Linked DNA regions of Hordeum vulgare: regions 1 and 2 are each linked to region 3. A link is a contact called in public Hi-C data. All regions are on one chromosome and are shown on one strand. The core of a region is the stretch at or near the end of the contact, and the rest is flanking DNA. Distances in the headings are between cores, read along the strand shown.

Region 1 (3,064 bases), core at 300-2,799, 340 kb before region 3:
CATAAGATCAGCAATTTCATACTAGCACTCCAAGGACAAGGACGAGTGGCGTCTCCTCGACCACAAGAAGAAGCAGGACCCTGGTTTTCCAGCCGGGCAGGAACAGACCGAAGCACCTGGTTTTAGATACAGAGCGCAGCAGTTTCATTTGCCCTGCCATGTGGCCATGTGGGTGGTGATCGCAAAAGCTGCAACCTGCAAGTTGCAAGTAGCAGAGTCGCATACACATTCGCATTGCTCTCTGCCTTTCTATCCATTCCTCGGGATCTGGTACAGCAGCTGCGGGAGCAAAACGGATCCGCATGTGTCGCCTCCTCGCGGTTCGCCTTTGCATATTCACCAGGAACGCTTGGGCCACGCTGAACGCCTAGTGGGTGGGATCTTGATCCTGCCGGATCGCGGTCGATCGATCTCGTGGGCAGCGGCGACGGCTTTCGGCCATGGATCGAGTCGAATCGCGTCGTCGGGCCCGATGGAGCGCCGTTATAATTGCGTCGCTAACCGACCCTGTAGTTGGGTTTGCGGATACGGGAAACGGGGAGGAGTCACGCATCGAAAGTTCCAGGCGGCCGCTGCTCGTGAACCTGTGAATATGACGATCTGGGAGAAAAAAACAGACATGCGATCCTCACACAAATCCGGGCCAGTTGCACAAGTGGGGCTCCTGATATTTTGCCACGCTACTCCGTGGCTCGGGATGGTCACGCCGCGCGCATTTCCCCGTTGCCGGGATTTCGTCACTGTTTGGGGGTGACCCGATGCATTGAATTTGGGTGAATTTGTTAGGGCATCTCCAACAGTTTGTTGGTTAACTTGTTGGTAAAATATGTCATGTCATCAGCCAACACCTTAACATACAACTACTCCAATGGGTTGTATCTAGTTTGCCCAATAAGATGTGAGGTAATAAATAAGGTGCTCTCTCATTCTACATTGAAGCTTGTGCAAGGGTGTTGGTTAATTTACATACAACCTTGTTCTCTTTCCTCATTTATTGCAATGACACATCATCAAAAATCCTATGTGTCAAAATTACCAACAACTATCTTACAATCATTGGAGATGCCCTTAAGTGAATTGGGGGATAGAGGAGAGGGGCGAATCTGCACGTGTCGTTTCTACCCTGTTTCTGTTTCTTGTGGCCAGTCTCTTCCGGTTGGCAATTTTAGCGTCCACGTCTTTAATTACCGTGATGGAAATCCTTTTGGACAGCCGAGTACATGAAGACGTGCATAATAAATGAGAAAGACGTGGCATTCATACCAGAGGCCCTCGGCTGCCCAAAAGGATTTGTGAATCGGGTTCTGAGGCTAGCAGTAGCAGAGACAGAAGTTGTCTGTGTTTTTTTTGAGAGAGCAGGTCCACTCCACATCATCACGTGGAGCTATCCATCCGGTCGTTCACGTGCACGCACGCGCAGCACCACACGTTCCCGAGCCCACACCGCCCTTGACAGGCGGAACGCAACACTCATCACACCTGCACCTACTGTATAGAGAGTCCCTTGAAGCACGTAGTACACCGGTGACTGGGCCAGTCGTCACCGACGACGCGCCGGTCCACACGTCCGCCCGCCCGCCCGCCACGACGAACGCACGCTACACTAGCACGAGGAGAGATCGGGGCGACGCAGCACGTACGTGTCGCGAGCCCGCGGCGGACGAGGAGCCGTCCGCGTCGCCAGACCCACTTGGCCGTTGGCCCCGCCGCCGTCGCCGTCACTCCTTTTCCTCGCCGCCTCTTTGTGGCTGGCGAGTGGCGAGCCGGCTCCCGAGATATTTTCTTTCCCCCGGGGGAAGATCGTCCGGGCCACGGATCACCACATGTTGTCAACGCCGGCCGCGTGGGCTTCTGGGTGACGCGCGCGCCGCGGCCACGGAAACGCAGCAGGATGCGGTTGGCGCGCGCGGTGGGCGCGGTGATCGCGTCGGGACGGTTGGCTGCCGGCCCAGGCCCCGGCCCTGCTTTGCTTGGCGTGGGCGAGTTGGCCGGTCCGGCGCGCGCGTATCGACCGTCCATCCAGTAGTCCAGTGTGCTGCCGTGTACGTAGGTACGTGGTACGTATGCGCGTGGTGACTGTGAGAAGCGCGGCACGTACTGCGTACAGCGTACGGGGGATGCGGCCGTGGGGGCGTCCACGCGTCCGGTGGCTAGCTCTCAGCGCGCAACGGCCGGCAGAGCCCCTGGCCGTGCGATGCGATGCCGTTGTGTTCCACGCGACGAAGAGTATGCAGCGAGCGAGCCAAGGATGGATGTATGGCTGTACACGTCCGGGGAACAAACACCTTTCTTTGCCGGTCTCCGGCATTTCTTAATTTCATTTCTTGTGTGCAGAAAGCAGTCAACTGCTGATCAAGCATTCACATATGCTGGCTCCACTTGGCCAGCTCCTCGACGTCTCCAAGAATCTTATTTTGTTATCATCCAGACACATTTTTAGAGATATATACATATCATATCCGTGGACCTCCCGTGCTGTGCTACTAGCTTTTGATCGATCTGCAGCCACTTGCATAACCGCAGCCCCGAATAGAGCCACGCCGCACCACGCGTTTCATTCGCATCTTTAATTACTATAAGCTTCTCCAAAGCCCCTACGACGACCACGCGACGACACGCCTCGCCATACTTAAATCGCATGGCTGTCAAATGCCCAACGGAGATTAGCCCGAGGTTACCGACCACACGCCGAGTCCACTCGAGTGCATCTTTAACAACGACTTAATCGGTGTTTTTTATACTCCTAGGCTGGTGCTGGTTGCCTTGTCTGGGCCGTGGCATGGTGTCACCCCTTCTGCCCAGATATTTCTACGCTCTACGGCGTGGAGTAGGAGCAAGACTTGCCAAGGCACGCAACCATGGCTAGCATGCCTATAATAAACTAAACCAATTGCCAGCCACTAGCCAAGATATTTCTAACCACGAGCCTGTTAATTAAATTGGTGGATGCCACCAGCTGAGCGTGGTCACTAGCTAGATCACCAGTTAACTATGCAAGATCACCAGTTAGCTATGCATGGCCTACATGCACGGATACGCCCGCTATAATTGAAGGGTTAAATCA
Region 2 (3,007 bases), core at 210-2,709, 320 kb before region 3:
CATCACCATGATAGGTCTTCGTGTGCGTAGGAAATTTTTTGTTTCCCATGCGACGTTCTCCAACACTTCCATCACAGTTTTGTCCACTTAGTGTTGTTTGACCGTGTGTTGACCGTGTGTGGACTTTTTGTCGGACCATTTTACCCCTCCTTCTTCACTTTGTACCGAGAGACTTCCAAGCGGGACCCATCACTCTCCCACTTCACTTTTATTTCTCCCTCGTAGCCACACGAGGGCGACGACACCATGGACACGACTACCAGGTCGAAGGGGCGGAGGCCGACGTGAGGCTGTGGGAGCGGCCGGATTTGGCCGACCGATGTTGGATCCAGACGGAGTTAGTGGGAGCGCGAGGCGACGGGGCCGGCTGCGGGAGCCTCGACGTCCAAGTTAGTGGGGTTGACCTCGGCATCCGGCTGAAGAAGGAGAGGCAAGGGAGAGGGCGACCGACGGAGGGGCGCGGTGGTTCGATGGGGAGGGGGCTCGCTGGTGGAGGAAGCGGGGCTGGCGCGGATCGGAGACGCGGGAGCTCGACGGCGGTGCTGTGCTCGGGGGAGCTCGACGGTGGCTGGTAGAAGCTGCAGCAACAACACCCACTAGGGGCGGCCAGTGGGGGAGGCCATCGGAGGCTACAACGACGATGGTTGGCGATGGTGGGTAGAAGGTGCAGCACGAGCGACAGTTGTATGCGGTCTCACATGGTTGTGAGATGAGAGAGATGGTTTTCTCATCAATGGGTCCCACTTAGCAGTGTCTCGCTAGATAATGAAGACGCATGGGTAAAATGGTCCAAAGAAAAGTCCACATAGAGTCAACACACAGTCAAACGAGACTACTACAACAACAACAACCAAGCCTTTTAGTCCCAAACAAGTTGGGGTAGGCTAGAGTTGAAACCCATAAGATCTCGAAGCCAAGTCATGGCTCTAAAAACTAACCGGACGAAATTGAGACGGAAGGGCAACAACATGAGATGAGCAATGTAGTTTGGGCAAGAACAAGGGTTTTCCGAAACTAGGGGCAAATCTATCAAGTGTAACATAAGTAATGGTATAAAATCATTCTTTTAATTGAAGACATTCAAATGTAGAATGCATTTTTTAATGCGTGACTAGTTAATGTTCGCGGACGTGTCGAGACGCGTCCGCGGACGTTTGAGGAACCGGATTTAAATGGTCGGTTGTAGATGCTCTAAGTCTCATAATTATGTGTGTTTACTTAGCTCCGACCTTGACGAGTGGATCACGTATGGAAGCGGGTAGAGGCCAAGTTGCGCAGAGAAGGAAAACGGAGCAAGTTGAGACGTAAACGATCAATATCCGTGGACGCGTCGAAATATTGAAGAAGTTGGGTTTGAAGAGTCCGTCCGTATACTTTCTTCGTCCCAAAATAATTATCTTAATTTTATACTAGCTTTAGTATAAAAAAGTTACACTAGGGTTAACACATTTATTTTGGGACGGAGGGAGTACATTTTTAAATAGCTTCAACAGTAACCAGCGGATCATGAGCGGGTAAAGGCCAAGTTGCACAGAGAAGGAAAACGGGGAAAGAGGGTGTGACCCAGTCCCTTGCCCTTCATTTGTGATCCAATGGAACAGGACGACCGGCTACGTCCCGATCCCTACGGTAGGGCATGGATCAAATCCTGACCCTCCATCTCAGATCAAGCGGCCCCGTGAAGTTGCATTTATGACGGCAATAACACCGGCAGCCAGCTATAGTTCCCACACTAGAAAAACCGTCCACTTGCAGACCCGGAAAATATCGGGACGTCCAACACGGCAAGGAACGTGAGCCACAAATAAGATCGAGCCCCACCCAACACCCCGACCCCCGCCGTCCACACACTCCCAAACGGAAAACCGCACGCTCCACATTCTTTTCTCCACGGCCTACCGTAAATTGAATCGAACGAACGAAGACGCGGGCCCCAGCGATGAGTGGTGGCGACGCACAGGAGCAGGACTACGCTTCGCCGCTAGGAGCCACTGGTCTCCATCCATCCATCTGCAGCCGAGGGGAGGCCGAGGGGGCCTCTTTAAATATCCTCCACCCGACCTGCCTGCCGACTCCAAAGTCCGTCCGAACCCATCCTCCTTCCGCCCGCATCGCCACGCCGCGGTTTCCCGACCACCGCGCAGAGACCGGGTCTCCCGTCTCCCCCTCTGCAGCCCGCGGTCGCCGCCGGGCACCTTCCCGGAACGGTAGCTCCGGTGGGCTTGCTTTTGTAGGCGCGAGCGATCCGCCCCTCGCATCGAGGCTGCAGGCGGAGGTTGTTAAGAGGATCGAGGAGAGGGAATCGTTGTTGGTAATGGCAGGCGACAGGTGCGCGGGCGCGATCGCGGGGTGCGAGCTGTGCGGGCGCGTCGCGGCGGTGCACTGCGCGGCGGACTCGGCGTTCCTCTGCGTGCCATGCGACGCCAAGGTGCACGGCGCCAACTTCCTCGCCTCCAGGCACCTGCGCCGCCGCCTCGTCCACGCGGCCGCGGGCGAGGGCGAGGACTCGGAGTCGGAGTCCAGCTCCTCCTGCGTGTCCACCGCCGACTCGTGCTCTGCGGCGGCCTCCGCGGCGGCGGGGAGGAGGAGGCCGGGGTGCAAGCACCGGCGCGCGCGGGCGGAGGCGGTCCTCGAAGGTTGGGCCAAGCGCATGGGCCTCGCGCCGGGGACGGCGCGCCGGCGGGCGGCGAGGGCGGCCGGCGCGCTCCGGGCGCTGGGCCGTGGCGTCTCCGCCTCCCGCGTCCCGCTCCGCGTCGCGATGGCCGCCGCGCTCTGGTCGGAGGTCGCCGGATCCGGCTGCGGGGACGCCACTCTGCTCCGCCGGCTGGAGGCCAGCTCGCACGTGCCGGCGAGGCTGGTGGTCACGGTGGCTTCGTGGATGGCGCGCACAGCGGCCCGGGCAGCCGCCCCCGCGCCCGCCGAGGAGGGCTGGGCCGAGTGCTCCTGATCCACCGGCTCCGGCCCGGGCCCACCTCCCTCCCGTCCACCAGCCGAGCAAGGAAGGAAG
Region 3 (2,873 bases), core at 216-2,715:
ATGGGCAAAGCCTTAGCTATGGCGAGGTTGTATGAGTTGAGGCCCCTCTGCGATGGAGGTAATAGCCCTACGTCTCAGTGCTCAGGGAGCTTGTTGTCGAGTGGAAATATGGAATACAATGAGTTGCTCACCCTTGCACCAGTGGGGAAGGGTGGCTTATATAGAGTGCGCTGCCCTTCACAACGGTCGGTGCGCAGGGGTGGAATAATGGCGAATAAATACCTACGTTACAGGTAACGTACGACCTAAATGCTAATAAAAGCGTGAGGAAACGTACGACTGTTTCCCTCCTGGGGGGTTACGATGTACAGAGTGGAATCCAGTCGGTCCGATCGATACGCTCCGAATGCTCGCCTTCGACTGGATGGTCGGATGTCTGTTACCGACTGGATGATGGGAATTCCTTAGTTCAGTCGGAGCTGACAAAGGGCCTTGTCCCTTATGAAGGGTGGTCCTTGGGTAGGACCTATAAGGTAGGCTTATGACCCTACCCTATGACTATAACCCCATCACAGTCTAAATGGCGTTTGTGGATATCACCTAAAAATAAGTGGCGTTAGTGAACAGCCCAACTAAGCCCATGAACGCCAGCGGCGTGTTCATCTCCTTCCCCGACACCCCAAGCTGCCAGCGTGCCGTACCTGTCGGCCGCGGCTGCGATCACCGCCGCCTTCAGGCCCCATTACCAGGTGGTGGCTCCGGACGACCTCGTCTTCCCGTACAACGACGGCGGCCTCCTGGTCCCACACGCGACGTCGTCCCCCTTCTCCTCCTCGTACCACCACCAGCAGCAGCACGACGTCGTCGCACAACTGCTTCACGAGGCCACCGGCGGCGGGGCCCTCCTCCCGTTCGGGAACAACTCGTCCAACTCGGACGAGTACCAGCAGGCGCACTGCAGCCTGGCGGAGGAGCGGCGGCGGCGACGGATGGTGTTGAACCGGGAGTCGGCGCGGCTATCGCGCATGAGGAAGCAGAAGCAGCTGAGCGAGCTGTGGGCGCACGTGGTGCACCTCCACGGCGCCAACCGCCAGCTGCTCGACCAGCTCAACCGCGTCATCAGGGATTGCGAACGCCTGCTGCGCGACAACGCCGGCTTCAGGGACGAGGGGGCCAAGCTGCGGGAGCGGTTTCTACCATAAATGCACCCTGTATCAGTTCGCTTTGTAAATACGCGGCACTATGTGAACATCACATACGCCATAAAATAATAATTGGACTAGGACATAATCCCATATAAGAAGTAGCGGTGAGAGCGTTCAAGTACCACAACACCCGGTGAGATGTCCATTTACATCCTGAGCCTGATCCCATCGCGACCCCTGGCATGCAGGCGACCCGGATGATTTCTGCCAGTTGTTTTTAAACGTTTCCGACGGCTTTTTGGTGCACTCGTTCGACAGGCCAGTGTTTTAGCCCTGCCAGTTTAAGTATGGAAATCATAGTGTTCCTCAAAAAAAGGGTGAAGCCCAGCCCGTTACATAAAAAGTACCCCGCCGAAGCCCAGCCCAGGAAACTCCCCCCACTTCCCCGTACCTTACCCGACCACCGCCTCCGCTCACCGTCGACGACTCCGACTCCGACTCCAACTCCAACTCGAAACAAACCCCAAAGCCGCCGCGGCCGTCTGCCTCCTGCCCCAGACGACCGCGCCGCAAACATGGATTCGCTTCTTGCCACCTACGCCTCTTCAGATGAAGACGCCGACGAGAGCATCCCCTCACCCGCTCCCGCTACCCGCCGCGGCGAGGCCAGCGGAAAGCCCGCCGGCGGCATCTTCTCCGCGCTCCCGCAGCCCAAGTCGGCGCCTATCTTCTCGTCGCTCCCGGCGCCGAAATCCGCCCCGACCTTCTCCTCCATCCCACCTCCCAAATCCTCCGCTTACTCCGGAAACCCTAAGCGCGTCGTCCAGTTCCGCCCGCCACCGATCCGCCAGACCACCGGAGTCAGCTCGGACGAGGAGGATGACGCCGAGAAGCGCCGTCCCAGCGCCAGCGAGGCGCCCCCGCCCCTGTCTGCTGGATCGGGGCCGGTGTCTTCGTTCCTCCCGGCGCCCAGGCACTCGCTTGGGTTTGGCTCCGGCGCAGCCAGGAGGTCGGCCGTAGACACCGCCGGGCCGGAGAGGTCAAATCTTGGTGCTGCTGGCCCCTCTAGCTCGGCTGTCAACAGAGGGGCGCCAGAAAGGTCCGATACTGGCCCTGCCGACGAGGACGGTCCTGAGGAAAGCAGTGATGAGGACGCCATGCCTGCTCCGGAGCAGCAGCAAGAACAACAGGGTCTTGGTGTCGGAGCTGGAGACGTCCAACACCAGGGTTATGATGCTGGAGTTGGAAATGCTAATGGGTACGAAGGTTATGCATGGGATCCAAACTATTATGCAAATTATGGTTTGGATCCGAATAGCAATTTGAATTATGGGACCGAACCACAGTATGCAGCATATGGAGTAGAGCAAGGTGGTGGGTATGGCAATGGATATGGCGGGGAGCACAGTGGTGGATACGGGCATTCGACAGCGCCGCCATGTGGAGGGGAATATACTGGAGGTTACAGTGCTGAGGCGGTGGCAATGGCAGCTCCACCAATGCGGGAGCCAGCACTTCCACCAGAATTGGGCAGGATTGGAGTGAAGAGAGGTAGGAGGGATATGCCTATGGAGATTATAGAGGTGAATCAGGCAGAGCTGGTCAAGAACCGTCCAAGGGAGGACAAATCCAAGCTCACAGGGATGGCCTTTGGTCCTAGTTACCAGGTACAGACAAATCATTCCCTGATAACATGGCATGACTTTTGCTTCTTGCTGCATTGTCATTGTGCTCAGTTTACTGTCTTTGATCGATTTTCCTTCACCTTATAGCCATCATCACTACTAT

The links. Hi-C and Micro-C count contacts between places; a contact is called where the count stands out from the background.
Region 1: a contact with region 3 is called in a Hi-C map of leaf, with 5 times the contacts expected there. The contact joins the enhancer-like site here to the promoter of LOC123402539 in region 3. A contact is called at or near these places in 1 of 6 Hi-C or Micro-C datasets (leaf) and 1 of 1 datasets of contacts at active chromatin or transcription factors (embryo).
Region 2: a Hi-C map of leaf shows a contact between it and region 3, with 3 times the contacts expected there. The contact joins the promoter of LOC123402306 here to the promoter of LOC123402539 in region 3. A contact is called at or near these places in 1 of 6 Hi-C or Micro-C datasets (leaf) and 1 of 1 datasets of contacts at active chromatin or transcription factors (embryo).

What each region holds. Positions count from the first base shown.
Region 1 is chr6H:126,955,197-126,958,260 of MorexV3_pseudomolecules_assembly, forward strand. No RefSeq gene overlaps it. Among protein-coding and RNA genes, the nearest start is that of LOC123402306, 22 kb to the right of the region's middle. Within about 2 kb of position 1,550, at least 3 of the 3 cell types and tissues checked have open chromatin away from gene starts, as enhancers often do. A contact at or near this core is called in leaf, where this site is marked.
Region 2 is chr6H:126,976,825-126,979,831 of MorexV3_pseudomolecules_assembly, forward strand. It overlaps LOC123402306 (B-box zinc finger protein 32-like), which reads left to right and starts at 1,460. Exons shown (of 1, transcript XM_045096206.1): 1 at 1,460-3,007. The coding sequence starts at 1,940. The coding sequence ends at 2,947.
Region 3 is chr6H:127,295,049-127,297,921 of MorexV3_pseudomolecules_assembly, forward strand. It overlaps LOC123402539 (translation initiation factor IF-2), which reads left to right and starts at 1,466. Exons shown (of 2, transcript XM_045096463.1): 1 at 1,466-2,752. The coding sequence starts at 1,661. It overlaps LOC123405210, which reads left to right. Exons shown (of 2, transcript XM_045098988.1): 2 at 592-1,142. The coding sequence ends at 1,142.